2 separate regions of the Macaca mulatta genome follow, and region 1 is linked to region 2. The links are chromatin contacts, called in public Hi-C maps. All regions are on one chromosome and are shown on one strand. The core of a region is the stretch at or near the end of the contact, and the rest is flanking DNA. Distances in the headings are between cores, read along the strand shown. Region 1 holds the start of GIMAP5 (GTPase, IMAP family member 5). Region 2 holds the start of GIMAP7 (GTPase, IMAP family member 7).

Region 1 (7,194 bases), core at 443-2,942, 220 kb before region 2:
TGGCAAGCCGGTAGGAGGGTCCGGCTCAGGGAAAAGGGTGAAGCAAATGAACAAAATGCATGTTCTGATTTGAAAATTGCATGAACCTGATTTTACTAAGAGAAGAGCTTATTTTAGCAAATCACAAGAAAGCAGCCTCGTCCATACTATTTTAGAAAAGATCAAACCACTTCTTGTCTTCTTTGTTCATAAGTATTTCCTTCACCCGTCTGCCCCAGCCCATATATTTCCAGGTATTGGAATGATGTGTTTTGCGGTTTGGTCACTGTGGTTCCACGGCACGTCTCTCACATAAAGTTTGGCTGACAAAGGGATTGTTCACAGGTGCCCCAAACATGAGCCTGTTTCCCTACAGTGCATCCTGCAGGGTGTCACAGGAGAAATGTGGGAAATCTAGGGGAGCATGGGGTAGTTTTCCGAAGTTGAAAGTCACAAGAAAAGGTCCACTCAGGGGTCTTGTTTGGAACATGAGGTTCCTGGGGTGGGAAAATATCCTACACTTGCCCTGGGGAGCCCTAAGAATCCATCCTCAGCTCCCAGGCTTGTCTGAGACATAGTGCGTGTCTGGCTGGTCTGGGACAGGAGAAATTAGGAGGGTAAATTTGAGAAGAATGCCCCAGCATGCTAGGGGAGATGGGGAAAGCCTGTTACCCTCTGGGAGCTTCAGTTTCCCCATCTGTCCCACTGGGAGAGGATCAGTTCAGCCTTACTCCCTGAGAGTTTCATGGAGATCGACTTGGCTAAGTAATGGGCAATGGGGCAGCAAAGCCCGCTGCCTGGGACTGGGCTGTGAGTGGAGGCGCAGATTCTTTAGGCTGTGCTCCACCAGCTGCGCACCTGCTGATGCCCACAACACTCACCACCATTGCCCCGTTTTACTGACCAGGGAACCCAGAAGTGAGGGGATCTGTGCAAGGTCACGTCAGAAATGAACAGCTGTGACCAAACTGTGATCCTTCTGATTCCCCAAGTCTCTGTGAGCATAAACCCAGTTCTCCTTACCAGAAACGGCTGTTGTGCCCTGTCCTCCAGGGTGGCGGTCATGTAGGCTCTGGCCGGCTGGTCCTCTCTCAGGAAGGTGAAGTGACAGCAGAGAGAGCCCTGCTCTGTGGTCTGTGTGTGGGGAGGCTATTCGCAGGGCTGAGGGAGGCTGAGCAGATGCAGTTAAGGAGGAGCCACGTGCAGGGGCTGAAAGCTCCATGACTCAGCTGCAAAAAAAGAAGAGTAGAGATTATGGAGTGTGCCCCCCACACCCATGTGGACTAGGACACCCTGGTATTGGCTGGAAACTGATTGGGAACAAGCCCCTGAAAACCAGCCGAATGTGCTGCCTCCTTAATGGGCCACTTCCTGTCATGAGCCTGCCCTGGGACAGTGTGCCCCGTGCTATTTCCTTTTTATTTTTGACTGTTTCAAGCAAGCAGTGTTTGGAAGAAGGAGATATGAAGGGAATTATAGACTCTCCCACTTCCAAGTTCAGAAAAGGCCCCTGGTGACTGGAAAGTCCTGGGCAGCAGCTGCTGCCCTCAGCACCCATCACTGGGGCACCTGCTCCTCCCAGCACTCTTGGGCCCCTTCTCACAGGCTCTGCTTCTGGAAAGCTTCTGCTAACCAGGATCAGAAAGGCACTCTGGTCCACAGAGGACCAGAACAAGCCCTCACAGGGTTTGACTCTTGGCTTGTGAGTTACCCTGGCAAGCTGTCTTCCACGTGATGGAGCCCTCCCTGTGGGGACATTGTGGAGTCCACGTGTCAGTTTATCTGGTAAGGGTTGAAAGCAGGGTGATAGAACCTCTATTTTTTAACTGATTGGGAAAGCAGTGGACATAAAGCTGATTGCCATTTAAGATTAGAGCAGTGGACATAAAGCAATTATGAGATGGAGAACACAATGGGACGTAGGCAGAGGGCCATCAGGGCCAAGAGAATCCCCACATCCCTCGTTGTTGACATTTGAAGTGGAGCTTACAGTCATATCATAACAATTGTCTAAGACTTGATGGGTAAAACAATTTTAAACAATCCCCTGCCAGCCTAGAAAACCTCTCCACAGAGGCAGAAGAGAAAGAAAACAATTTTATTGAACGTGCATTGAACCAGAATGTGATCTGGATCCCAGACAATCCAGGAAGAGATTGCAAAGACGGAGAGGGATGTCACCTGGTCATATAGCCAGGCAGGTGCCACCCATTACACACGTGTTCTCAAGCTAAACCGTAGCTAGTACTCAAGTAAGAGGACTTGACAGTACCCTTTGTCATACATAGTTCATCCTAAACTCACTCAGTAATCATCTGTGTTAGCTAATTGTCTTTTTCCAGAGGAAAAGGAAACTTCTCACATCCTCTATGGCAAGAGGAAGATTTGCAACTCAGGAAGGTGCTGGCAGATGTCAGGCTCCTACCGAAGTTAAGTTAGGCTCCTAAATTAGGCCCCTGCTTTCCCACGGAGACTGGGAGGTGGGGACGCTACCTTCCCTGATGTTTGCGTTTCAAAGGGATGGCTTCCAGGTGCTCTAAAGACAGTCCTGGGCTGTCAAACAGCTTTTAAAAAGATTGCATTACAAAGGGTGGAGAAAGAATTCACACTTACAAGCTTTCTAAATAAAATACTCTAAGAAGGGAGGGGTAATTCTTTTCCACTTTGTTTTTTTCCCCAGAAAAGAGAATTAACATTTTTTCCTTATATTTGACTTTTATTGGTCCTTACACTTTTAAATTCTTCAAGGACTTTCAAGCTAGTCAGCACTCATAATTTGTGTGAATTGAGCAGAGCAGGGCAGGAAGTGGGCTGTAATCTGACCAGGATTTCACCCTTATTAGATAGGGACCAGGTACTCCCCCAGCAACTGCCTGGAATCCCTAAAAAATTTGATGGACAGAGTTCACATCAAAATCTTATAGACACTGAGGGGCACGGATGCTAACCATTCTTATCAATGTAGCAAATTCACTTCATTCTAGTGACATCTTCAAACTCCCTCTCTTCTTTCCTTGTGGTTTGGACTATTCGCAAACATTATATTTATCCACTTAACTGGGTGCTCTGGCACCCCGGCTAAGGACTGATTTTCTGCTTTGAGTTCTGGTCTCTAAGTCTTATCTTTTTTTTCTCTAGTAGTTCCCAGGCTCCTCTTATGGCTCAAAGAGACCTCAGAGAGTCAGTGATGAAATGTGTTAACTGGTCTCTATCAGTTTTCTGGATGAGATCGTGGGCTTTATAGAGGCCAGGGACTGTCTTCAGGTCAGGATCTTGCTAGAACTTAGCCCTAAAAAGTGCTCAAAAATACTTACCGAATAAATGAGTAAAACATATGACTTAAATGCTCTAACTCTTCCCTCATGTCCCCCTTTGTAGTTACATTTAGTGCTAGCAGAATAATCTTAGGTAGCTACTTTTAGAAAGCAGGACTGTAGAAATTCATATATATCCAGATATGAAAGTATTTCCAAAACTAGACTCTTTGTGCCTTTTCCCACACCCTCTCTATTCCTCTGTTCAGATTTGCAAAACAAACAAACAAACAAACAAACAAACAAACCCCCAGGAAACCTGGGACACCTAGGAAGTGTCCATTTTCCTTATCCTTCTGTTCAACACCAAATTCAATGCCTTTTCAGCCTGGACAGAGACAGTTATCTACCAAACCTGACATAGTACAAAACGTGATGAATCATTGCTGAAAGCAGGTCTCTATCCATCCCCAGCCACCTCTGCTATCCCTGTTCTCGCTCTGCGATGCTCCCTGGTGCACAGAACTGGGCACGCTGAGTTGCAACTCATGCGCTCTAGTTATGTGATGAAGTTTCTGGAGTTCTGAGCGCAGTAGCCATCTCAGGGTAGATACCTGTAGGCTGCCCTGAGAATCAGCTTTATTAAGCTAAGGAGATGCCAAAGCTCCATCTCAGAGACATTTTGGGCAGCCACCTTCCCTATCAACTTGGAGTGATTCAAGGACCTCAGGGTTCACGCCTTGGACCTTCTGTTTCAAATGGAAGATAGACAATTATTGCCTTCTGATGAAGAAGGAAGGAAGAATAAGGGAAAGAGGTGGTGCGACATTTACCACTTTCTCTGGGCTGAGGTCCTAGGTGACCAACCGGCCAACTGGCCCTGAATTTGACTGGATTTAGTACTACAAGGCCCACATCCTGGGAAACCCCTTAGTCCCAGTCAAATTGAGCCTGTTGGTCACCACATGGTCTCCTAACACTTAGTCATGCTTGCTCTCTTTCACCGTCTTGCCTCTGTCTCTTCATCCATCATCTCACCCTATTCCACGAAGGTCTCCCATGAACATGACTAGTAGGAAATGTGGAAATGAAACCCCAAGCCAGAGTTGGGAGGGGCTGAAGCCAAATGCTGAAGTGTGATTTCTCTTCCTTGTCTGTAGTCACTCTAAAAAAAGTTCTTTCTTGGAACTTTTTTAGAACATTGTGTTCTTATGAAAATCAAAGAGCAGGTAAAAGTTGCTGAAAAAAAGTATTAAAATGCAGGCATTTCTGTATTATCAACATTATCATTTCCTTTGTTTCTGGACAAGGTCATAGCTACTCTTTTCAGAACTGAGAGGGGCCAGGTCAGGGGCACCTAATTGGAGGTGAGAAAAGGAGCCTCCTGGATCAGGGTGTTCTACAGAGACCACACCTGCTGAAGAGGCTTCATGCGGGTGGGGGGCGGGGGGCAGAAATCATCTAGGGGTGAGTCCAGGAGGTAGAGTTGAGGATTCAGAAACATCCAGGTCAATAAAAGGGGCAGCTATTTGAGCCCACAGTTGACACACAACATGGAGGAAGGATTAATGTTGCCATGAAGTACACTCTAAGTATCTAAATATTGCATATTTAAAGCAAATTTACCCTATTCTCCTGAGCCTTTGCACACTAGACCCAATGGGTGGTAAGTCCAGACAGCACCCATGGGAAGCAGACAAAAAGCTACCCTCTTAAGGAATCTGAAATCTTATTACAGAGACAAGACTTACGCGAATGAAAGACAATGAGTAAGGGTCCTAAATGAATGTTTTGGACAAGTGTATTTCATACACCCCATTATAGAGCATTAAAAAATGAAATAGAGCAGAAGAGAAACTATCAAAATTAATCACACAAAATGTAAGTGTATGTAAGTTCTGGGAAGCAGTAAAAAATTGAGGGTCATGGTAAAAAATACATGAAAGCACAGTTTTAGACAATGTATTAAGCAGGATTTGGGGAAGAAAGGAGGTCAAAACGGACCAACTCGAAGGAGAAAGCCCTGAAGTGTGGAGTAGAACTTGGACATGTGATCAAGGTTGACAGGAGGTGAGGAAGGGGCCCTTTGAAGTGGTTATTTTAAAGGAAGCAGAGAGTATGTAGGTGTCAGGGCAGGACAGCACCTAGAGCAGGTGTAAGAGCTTTTTATCATGACCTCTGGAGTTGTCTGGGTAGCTGATGTCTGGTTGTCTAATTCTGTAGCATTGCATTTAGAGTAGACTCTTCACCCATTTAGTTAGCCCAAAAGGCCAAGAGGGAACAGCAGGGACTGAGTGCATGCCCTGATGCTCTCCTCTAGTTGTTTATTGGATGGGTTAGATGAGGTCCAGATGGGATGACAAGGTCCCTGGAGATTTCCTGGCTGGCACCTTGGAGGACTGCTCCTGTTGCATCTGGAGTGGGGTGGACTTTCCTGAAAGCCTAATGAGACCCTCCCCTACCCTGACATTATCACCTGCAACTGAATGTCTCCGGTGAGCGTCTTGGGATCCACAAGCTGATACCTTCCTATCACGAATGTTTCTGAGCTTGCTGAGGTATACCCTCACCAGGCTGATTTCCTTTTGAGTCATTACATCGGAAATTCTTGGCCCTTGAGCTGTTAATCAATTATAGGTTTGTTGAGATATTTTCCCCCTCACCCCTCAGAGGGGAGACAAAGAGCCCCTCAAAACCCCAAGGTGGCTCAAGGTCTGAGATCAGTTGCCTCTGAGGTTGAGGGCAGCCTCTTCTGTTTACACACTATGCTGTAACAAATGTTACCACGTGGACATCAACATGAAAAAGTTGGGAAGCTCTACTTTTGATGAAAAAAGTATAATATACCAAGTTGTGCTGTCTGGGTCTTGTTTTCCTTCTGTCTGAAATTACTATTGACATTTGACATCATGAGGTATCAGAGTTACCAACAGGCACATCTGTAGGACTGACTCAGGCTTCTTGGGGTGCACATTGTCTTTTAACATATCCCACCCCAAGATATCTGGTTCCTCCCCTCCTGAAGCTATCAGACCTTACACACAGTCAGGAGATTCTGTCAGATTCTGCCCCAGGCAGTATTCTCAAGCTGCTCCATGGTCTCTATCAAGGCCAGGTTCTCCTAGACCCAGGACATGAGGTTCGTGGCCTGGGGATGCTTCTGTGTCCTGGGAACCTGAGCAAGGACCACAGTGACTGCATATTTGCTTTTTCAGAGAAGGAAAATCACAGCAAGAGCAATGATAAAAAGTGGAGGCAAAGCTAATTCCTCTGCTGAACATGTGAAGGGAGTTGATTTGCACAAGAAGTGTTAGAATCAGTTCAGTGACAACATAAGAAGTCATACCTCCTATGGCTTTTCTATGAAAACTATATCCTGTGCTGCCATAAGCTTCTTGGAGACCTGCATGCACACATTTGCCACTTGAGTTTAACCCAGTGAATACCTGAGTTGTGTGGAAAGGAAAGGAAAAAGGCATAGCCACAGAAGGTGAGAGCTAGAAGAATCTTGGGGATCATCTAAACTAGTCCTTTTCTCCCCCTTATTACAGATAAGGAGACTGCAGTCCAGAGAAATGGTTTTCAGAAGACCATATTAGTTAATTTTAGTATATAGTGTGAGATGTAAATCAAGTTTTTTTTTTGCAAATGTATGCCCAATTTTTGATTCCATCAACTTATCTTGCAGGGAGTATCCTTTTTTATTAAATTACTTTGGTGCTCTTTCAAAAATTAATTGATCATATACATATAACTCTATTTCTGAACTGTATTCTGTTACATTGATCTTTATGTCTGATCTTCACCAATACCTCACTGTTATGATGATGGCAGCTATATATAAATCTTGTGATCAGGAAGTGGAAATTCTCTTTTTTCTTTTTCAAAATGGTTTTGGTTTTTAAATATAAATTCTAGAATCAGCTTGAAAAATATATAAGAAAATCCTTCCAGATTTTGA
Region 2 (6,724 bases), core at 1,026-3,525:
GACATGGCATCAGAGATAGATCAGTGGAGGGCAAAGGAGATGATCCACACTTTCTGCAAAAAAGTGAGCTGGGAGCCAGCCTGTGATAAGGGAACCGTGAGGAGGGCTCTGCATTTCTCATGGACTTTTCCATCTCTCCCATATTGAGAAGCCAAACGTGAGAGAGACAGTCAGAAAAATCACTTTAAAACTTTCTCAAGTGGTTCTTGGAGATCCAGAGGACCTCCAGCTAAGAGACAGGCTGAGAAGTGACAAAAGCATTTACAACAGAGGTGGACAGTTCTAAACTGTGGCCAGACCCAACAGTTCTAGAAAATTTCATAAGCTCCTTGAGATTTAGTTCCCTCCGCTATAAAAAGGGAAAATAAAACCAATCTTGCAGGGTTGTCCTTAGGCTTTCATAGAGTGATTTCTATAAAGGTCTTTTATAGCAACTCTTTTTGTATTGAATGGCGGAGCAGCCCCACAAGTTATACTGTTAGGGACACAGCTTGTCTCTGCTTAATGCTGGAAAAACTCAGCAGGCTGAATTCTAGTGTTCCTCTGCCATGAGTGATCTGGGTACCCCTTGGATTTGGGATTCTGGGTTAGGATTCTGGGTACCCCTTGAATTGGGATTCTGATTCTTTTTCAGTAAGAAGAGGGACTTAGACAGGTGGACCCTAAATTGCCTGTCACCTCTACGAATCTGCCTTAGGAGCCCTTAATTTCTTATGCAGGTTATCAGGCAATACTCTGTGTCTATCACAACAGCCAGTGAGTGGAGGGTGCACTATGCAGCCACGCATGTTCTGTTACATATGAGATGCATAGACTCAGCAAACACATCTCCTCACTGCCCTTCCTTCTCACCCCTCCCACAACACCTTCTATGCAGTGCTGCTAGCACAGTGCCCTGTCCCTCCTCAGGGCAGAGTCCACTCCACCCACACACCCTGTCTTCACTGCCCTTCACAGCCCAATAGCACCAAGCCCTCTTCTCAGCCAGGCTCATCTTCTCTTGAACAAGTTGAGTTTTCAAGTGCAAATAAATCTCCTCACTCCCCTTCCTACTCACCCCTCCCACAGTCCCTTCTCTGCAGTGCTGCTGGCACAGTGCCTTGTCCCTCCTAAGGGCAGAGTCCACTCCACCCACACATCCTGTCCTCACTGCCCTTCACAGCCTGATACCCCCGGCCCTCTTCTCAGCCAGGCTCACCTTCTCTTGAACAAGTTGAATTTTCAGATTTTCTCCAAGGAGGCTGCTTGAGCTGTTGCTTTTGCTTTGACTATGAGGCAGAAGTGCCTGCACCCCCACCAAAGCCTCTAAGTCAGGAAGCTCAGACTGGGTGGAGCCACAAAAAAAAAAAAGTTTGTCTTTAAAGAAACAGAAATACTGATCCATAATCTGGTGATTGCTTCAATTTTGCTGGTTGAAACCTTTTGCCCATGGGCCTGCTGTAAACACCATTTCCAAAGCTACAATTTTTGCTTCAGGTTATAGTGATGGGTGCAAAAAAGCCTTATTAAACGACCCAAATATTGCCTAGAAAACAAGGCACAGGATCTGATTCTCTTCCCTGGGTGGAGTGGGAGGCTGAGGGGTGATTTGGGGAAGAAGGGAGACAGGCATATACCTTGCTGTTTCCAAGCGTAGAGCTGGGGGTTCTTACTGATTGTGTAATATGGGTTTTTAATTGTAGTCTTTCAGGAAGGCCTCAAGTTACTCATTCAAAAGTTAACAGCACTGAGGCTCAAAGGCAGAGTCTAAATCATTAGGAACCATGGAAAAAAAGGAAGGTGAGGCCTGGAAAAATAATCTGCCCTTGACCACATAGTTTCTCTAGTTGCTTTTCATATAATTCTTCCAAGTTTGAAAATACGCATGACCTAACAAGTAAAGATGCACCCATGGAATAGATCCTACATCCCTTCCCCACCTTCCTCTCTACCCCACATCTTCCTACTCCAGTCTCAGGCAGAGATAGATTTTCCCAAATTTACCCAGTGGATGGTTCCAATCTGCTCTGGAGGTTTCTTGAGGTGAGAGGCATGCTCCCAAAGCTCTCGCAGTTGACCAGATATTCCGGTTGGCTCCATAAGAATACTATGTTTAGAGTTCCAAGCCCATAGCCCCTGTCGCGGCCTTGCCACCCTCCAGCACCCCATGCCAGGAGCGGGCCTAGAGCACTCGCCTTGCCCCTCCATGATCCGGGCTCCGGCACCTGCCCAGGTCCGCACCACTGGCAGCCTGAAGGGAGTCGCTGGCCGTGGTCGCCGCTAGGTATGATGTATCTGCATCTTGAAAGGAAGATGAAACAAAAGCCTTCTTTTGAATATTTGGATTTTTGTCACTTTCTGTGAACTAAAGCGATTTGGTGTCTCCTTTGGATTGTTTCTGCACTTCAAGAACACAAGTTGGATCACTCAAACCCAAAACACAAACCTGAAACCAGCATCCATCAATACTTGGTCGATGAGCCAACCCTTTCCTGGTCGGGTCCATCCACTAGAGCCAGTGAAGTAGTATGTTCCATCAACATTTCTCACTATGAGCTCCAAGTAGAAATAGGAAGAGGATTTGACAACTTGACTTCTGTCCATCTTGCACGGCATACTCCTACAGGAACACTGGTAACTATAAAAGTTACAAATCTGGAAAACTGCAATGAAGAATGTCGAAAGTTTTACAGAAAGCCATGATTCTATCCCACTTTTTCTGGCATCCCAATATTACAACTTATTGGACAGTTTTCAGTGTTGACAGCTGGCTTTGAGTTATTTCTCCATTTATGGCCTATGGTTCAGCAAGTCAACTCTTGAGGGCCTATTTTCCTGAAGGAATGGGTAAAACTTTAATAAGAAACATTCTCTTTGGAGCAGTGAGAGGACTGAACTATCTGCACCAATATGGCTGTATTCATAGGAGTAGTAAAGCCAGCCATATCCTCATTTCTGATGATGGCCTCGTGACCCTCTCTGGCCTGTCTCATCTGCATAGTTTGGTTAAGCATGGACAGAGCCATAGGGCTGTGTATGATTTCCCACAGTTCAGCACATCAGTGCAACCATGGCTGAGTCCAGAACTACTGAGACAGGATTTACATGGGTATAATGTGAAGTCAGATATTTACAGTGTTGGGATTACAACATGTGAATTAGCCAGTACGCAGGTGCCTTTCCAGGATATGAAGAGAACTCAGATGCTGTTACAGAAACTGAAAGTTCCCCCTTATAGCCCATTGGATATCAGTATTTTCCCACAATCAGAATCCAAAATGAAAGATTCCCGGTCAGGTGTAGACTCTGGGATTGGAGCAAGTGTGCTTATCTCCAGTGGAACTCACACAGTAAATAGTGACCGATTACACACACCATCCTCAAAAACCGTCTCTCCTGCCTTATTTAGCTTTTTACCACTGTGTTTGCAACAAGATCTGGAGAAAAGGCCATCAGCAAGCAGTTTATAGTCCCATGTTTTCTTCAAACAGATGAAAGAAGATAGCCAGGATTCAATACTTTCACTGTTGCCTCCTGCTTATAACAAGCCATCAGTGTCATTGCCTCCAGTGTTACCCTGGACTGAGCCAGATTGTGATTTTCCTGATGAAAAAGACTCATATTGGGAATTCTAGGGCTGCCAAATCATTTTATGTCCTATATACTTGACACTTTCTCCTTGCTGCTTTTTCTTCTGTATTGCTAGGTACAAATACCAGAATTATACTTGAAAACACAGTTGGCGCACTGGAGAAGCTATTATTTTAAAATCACTCTGTTCAAAGGGGCATCAGTTTGTAGTCCCTTCGGTTCACACAGAGTGCTATGACAACTCCAAGGAAACATCAGAACTACTAATCTAGCTAGTGTTATTTATTCTGGAAATTATTCTAAGCTGTGACTAACTCTCTTGATCTCTCAATATAATTTTTGAGTCAGTTAATTTTTTCAGTATTTTGCTGTCCTCTTGGGAATGGTCCTTCAGAGGATAGTGCTTCCAAATACATCTTCTCCCAGATTCTCTGGCCTTTTTAATGAGCTATTGTTAAACCAACAGGCTAGTTTATCTTGCATCAGACCCTTTCATGGTAGAGGGAAAATGTCCTTACTTTCCCTTTTTCTTCTGTTAATACTTATGGTAACATCTAACTCGGCCTCACTCACATTAAATGATTCACTTGAAATATATAAAAAAGAATACTGTGTTTAAAAATAAAAATAAAAAAGGAATATTATGTTTTTGATTTTGTGTGTATGTGTATATGTGTGTGTGCACAAAACTCGGGGCTTTTTTTCTGCTGCCACAATGCTAGATAAATGCAAAGCTTAACTTATTAAGATAGTGCAGAAATAATAACAGGAGATGAAAGGTATAGTACTGTTCTAGCTCTTACACAAATTAACTATGTAACCTTCGAGTATCAGCTTGCTATTGCTATCATGACAAATTACCAAAAATGTTGTGGCATAAAACAACATAAAATTTTCCTCTTACAGTTCTGGAAGTCAGAAGTCCAAAATGAGCATTATGGGGATAAAATCAAGTTAATTAGCAGGGCATCTTCTAGAGGCTCCATGGGGGAATCTGTTCCTGGCCTCTTCCAGCATCTCTATGCTACTAGTGTTCTTTGGCTTGTGGCTGCATAGCACCAATCTCTGCTGCCATCTTCACATTGCCTTCCTTCTTTGACTTTCTTGTTTCCCTCTTAGAAAGATCTTTGTGTTCAGATTTAAACTCATCTAGATAATCCAGTCTCCTCACTGTGAAAGCCTTAATTTAATCACATCTACACATCTACAAAGACTCTTTTGCTATATAAAGCAACAGTCACTGGTACCTCCCAATATCAAGTTTGTATTAGTTTCCAGGACTGCTGTAAAAAATTACCACAAACTGGGTAGCTTAAAACAAGAAAAAATTATTGTCTCACAGTTCTTGAGGCCACAAGGTGTCAACAAGGCCACACTCTCTCTGAAGACTCTAGGGGAGGATCCTTCCTTGCCTCTTTCTGGCTTCTAGTGGTTTCTGGCAATCCTTGCTACTCTTTGACTTGTAGATGTGTCCCTTCAATCTCTGCCTCCGCAGCTACATGGTTTTCTCCCCATGTGCCTATTCAAATTTCACTCATTTTCTGAGGATAAAAGTCATTGCATTAGAAGAGCTTGCCCCAAAACCTCATCTTAACTTGATTACATCACAAAGACTGTTTCCAAATAAGGTCACATTCTCAAGTATTAGGGTACTAGGGGTTAGATCTTGAACATTTCTTTTAGTGGATACAATTCTAAATTGTGATAGAAAATTGGTTGTTAAAAAAAAGGACAGTGTACGCATTTTAAGAGTGAAACACTCTAGATCTCTCCCTTTCCAGTCCCCGTTGCAATGAATTGGTGAAGCCTACGCAGACAGTCCATGTCATGGTAGTTGGAAAGCTCTTACTGCATAAGATTTAGCATCCTTATTGCTAAGCCTGGAATTCAGCTATTGTTGCAGTGTTTCAATCTTTCTTTCTGGGCCAAATCTTCCTCTATTCCTCTCCTTGAGAGGCAATTTAACACAATGTTTCAGTGGAGCTCTGCTTACCTAAAATTCCAATCACAGTTCCTGTTAATACCAATTTCACATGGCTAAAGGAGACAGAGGTATAAAGGCAGTTTCTGAAATGTCACAGGTACTCAGTAAATGCTTTTAATGATCCCATCTTAGTTTGTATGGACTGCTATAGCAAAATACTGTAGAATGAGTAATTTATAAGCAACAGAAATTTGTTTCTCACAGTTCTGGAGGCTGAGAAATCCAAGATCAAAGTACTGACAGGTTTGTTATCTGGTGATGGCCTGTTTCCTGATTCATAGATGGTGCCTTTTTGCTGTGTCCCCACATGGTGGAAGGGGTGAAGGGTCTCTCTCCAGCCTATTCTAACGGCACTAACTCCATTCATGAGGGCTCCACCATGATGAACTAAGTACCTTCCAAAGGCCCTACCTCTTAATACCATCACTTGGGGATTAGGCTTCAATACATTAATTTGGAAGAGGATACACAAACATTCAGACAGCAGCAGATCCCTCCTCAAGTTGGTTAATCTTCTCTGTGTCTCATAGTCCCACCCCTGAGGCTTTGCTTGTGATATTTCTGTGTTTCCTGTTAAAGTAAAATTAAAAGAAAAAAAAAAGCAAGGTCATGATTTTCATGCAAATTTAAAATACATACATGTAAAAGATTTTACTTAACTTATTGATTAATGAGGAAACCAGTAAGATATTATAATTAGTTCAAAGGACATTTGTAAGGGGATAAGGTTTCCCGTGTGCCCATTTAATGACTGTTCCTAAGATGGTCATTGTATTAGTCTGTTCTTGTGCTCCTATAAAGAAATTCCTGCAACTGGGTAATTTAAAAAGAAAAGAGGTGTAATTGGCTCACAGTTCCATGGGCTGTGCAGGAAGCATGATGGCTTCTTGGAAGACCTCAGGAAACTTTCAATATGTTGGAAGGAAAAGGGGAAGTATGCATGTCTTATATGGCTGGAGCAGGAGCAAGAGTGGAAGGTGGCAGTGCTACACACTTTTAAACAGCCAGATCTCGTCAGAACTTACCCACTATCACAAGAACTGCATCAAGGGATGGTGCCAAACCGTTCCTGAAGGACCACCCCCATGACCCAATCACCTCCTACCAGGCCCCACCTCCAACATTGGGGATTACAATTTGGCATGAAATTTGGGCAGGGACATAGACCCA

Evidence for each region. A called contact is a pair of places that touch in the nucleus more often than the background predicts.
Region 1: a Hi-C map of CD4 T cells shows a contact between it and region 2, with 2.2 times the contacts expected there. The contact joins the promoter of GIMAP5 here to the promoter of GIMAP7 in region 2. A contact is called at or near these places in 2 of 14 Hi-C or Micro-C datasets (CD4 T cells and blood).

What each region holds. Positions count from the first base shown.
Region 1 is chr3:190,158,692-190,165,885 of T2T-MMU8v2.0, reverse strand. It overlaps GIMAP5 (GTPase, IMAP family member 5), which reads right to left and starts at 1,692. Exons shown (of 4, transcript XM_077997714.1): 1 at 1,583-1,692; 2 at 1,003-1,208. The coding sequence starts at 1,044.
Region 2 is chr3:189,939,781-189,946,504 of T2T-MMU8v2.0, reverse strand. GIMAP7 (GTPase, IMAP family member 7) reads right to left here and starts at 2,275. Exons shown (of 3, transcript XM_015135272.3): 1 at 1,984-2,275; 2 at 1,199-1,324. It also overlaps the pseudogene LOC713371.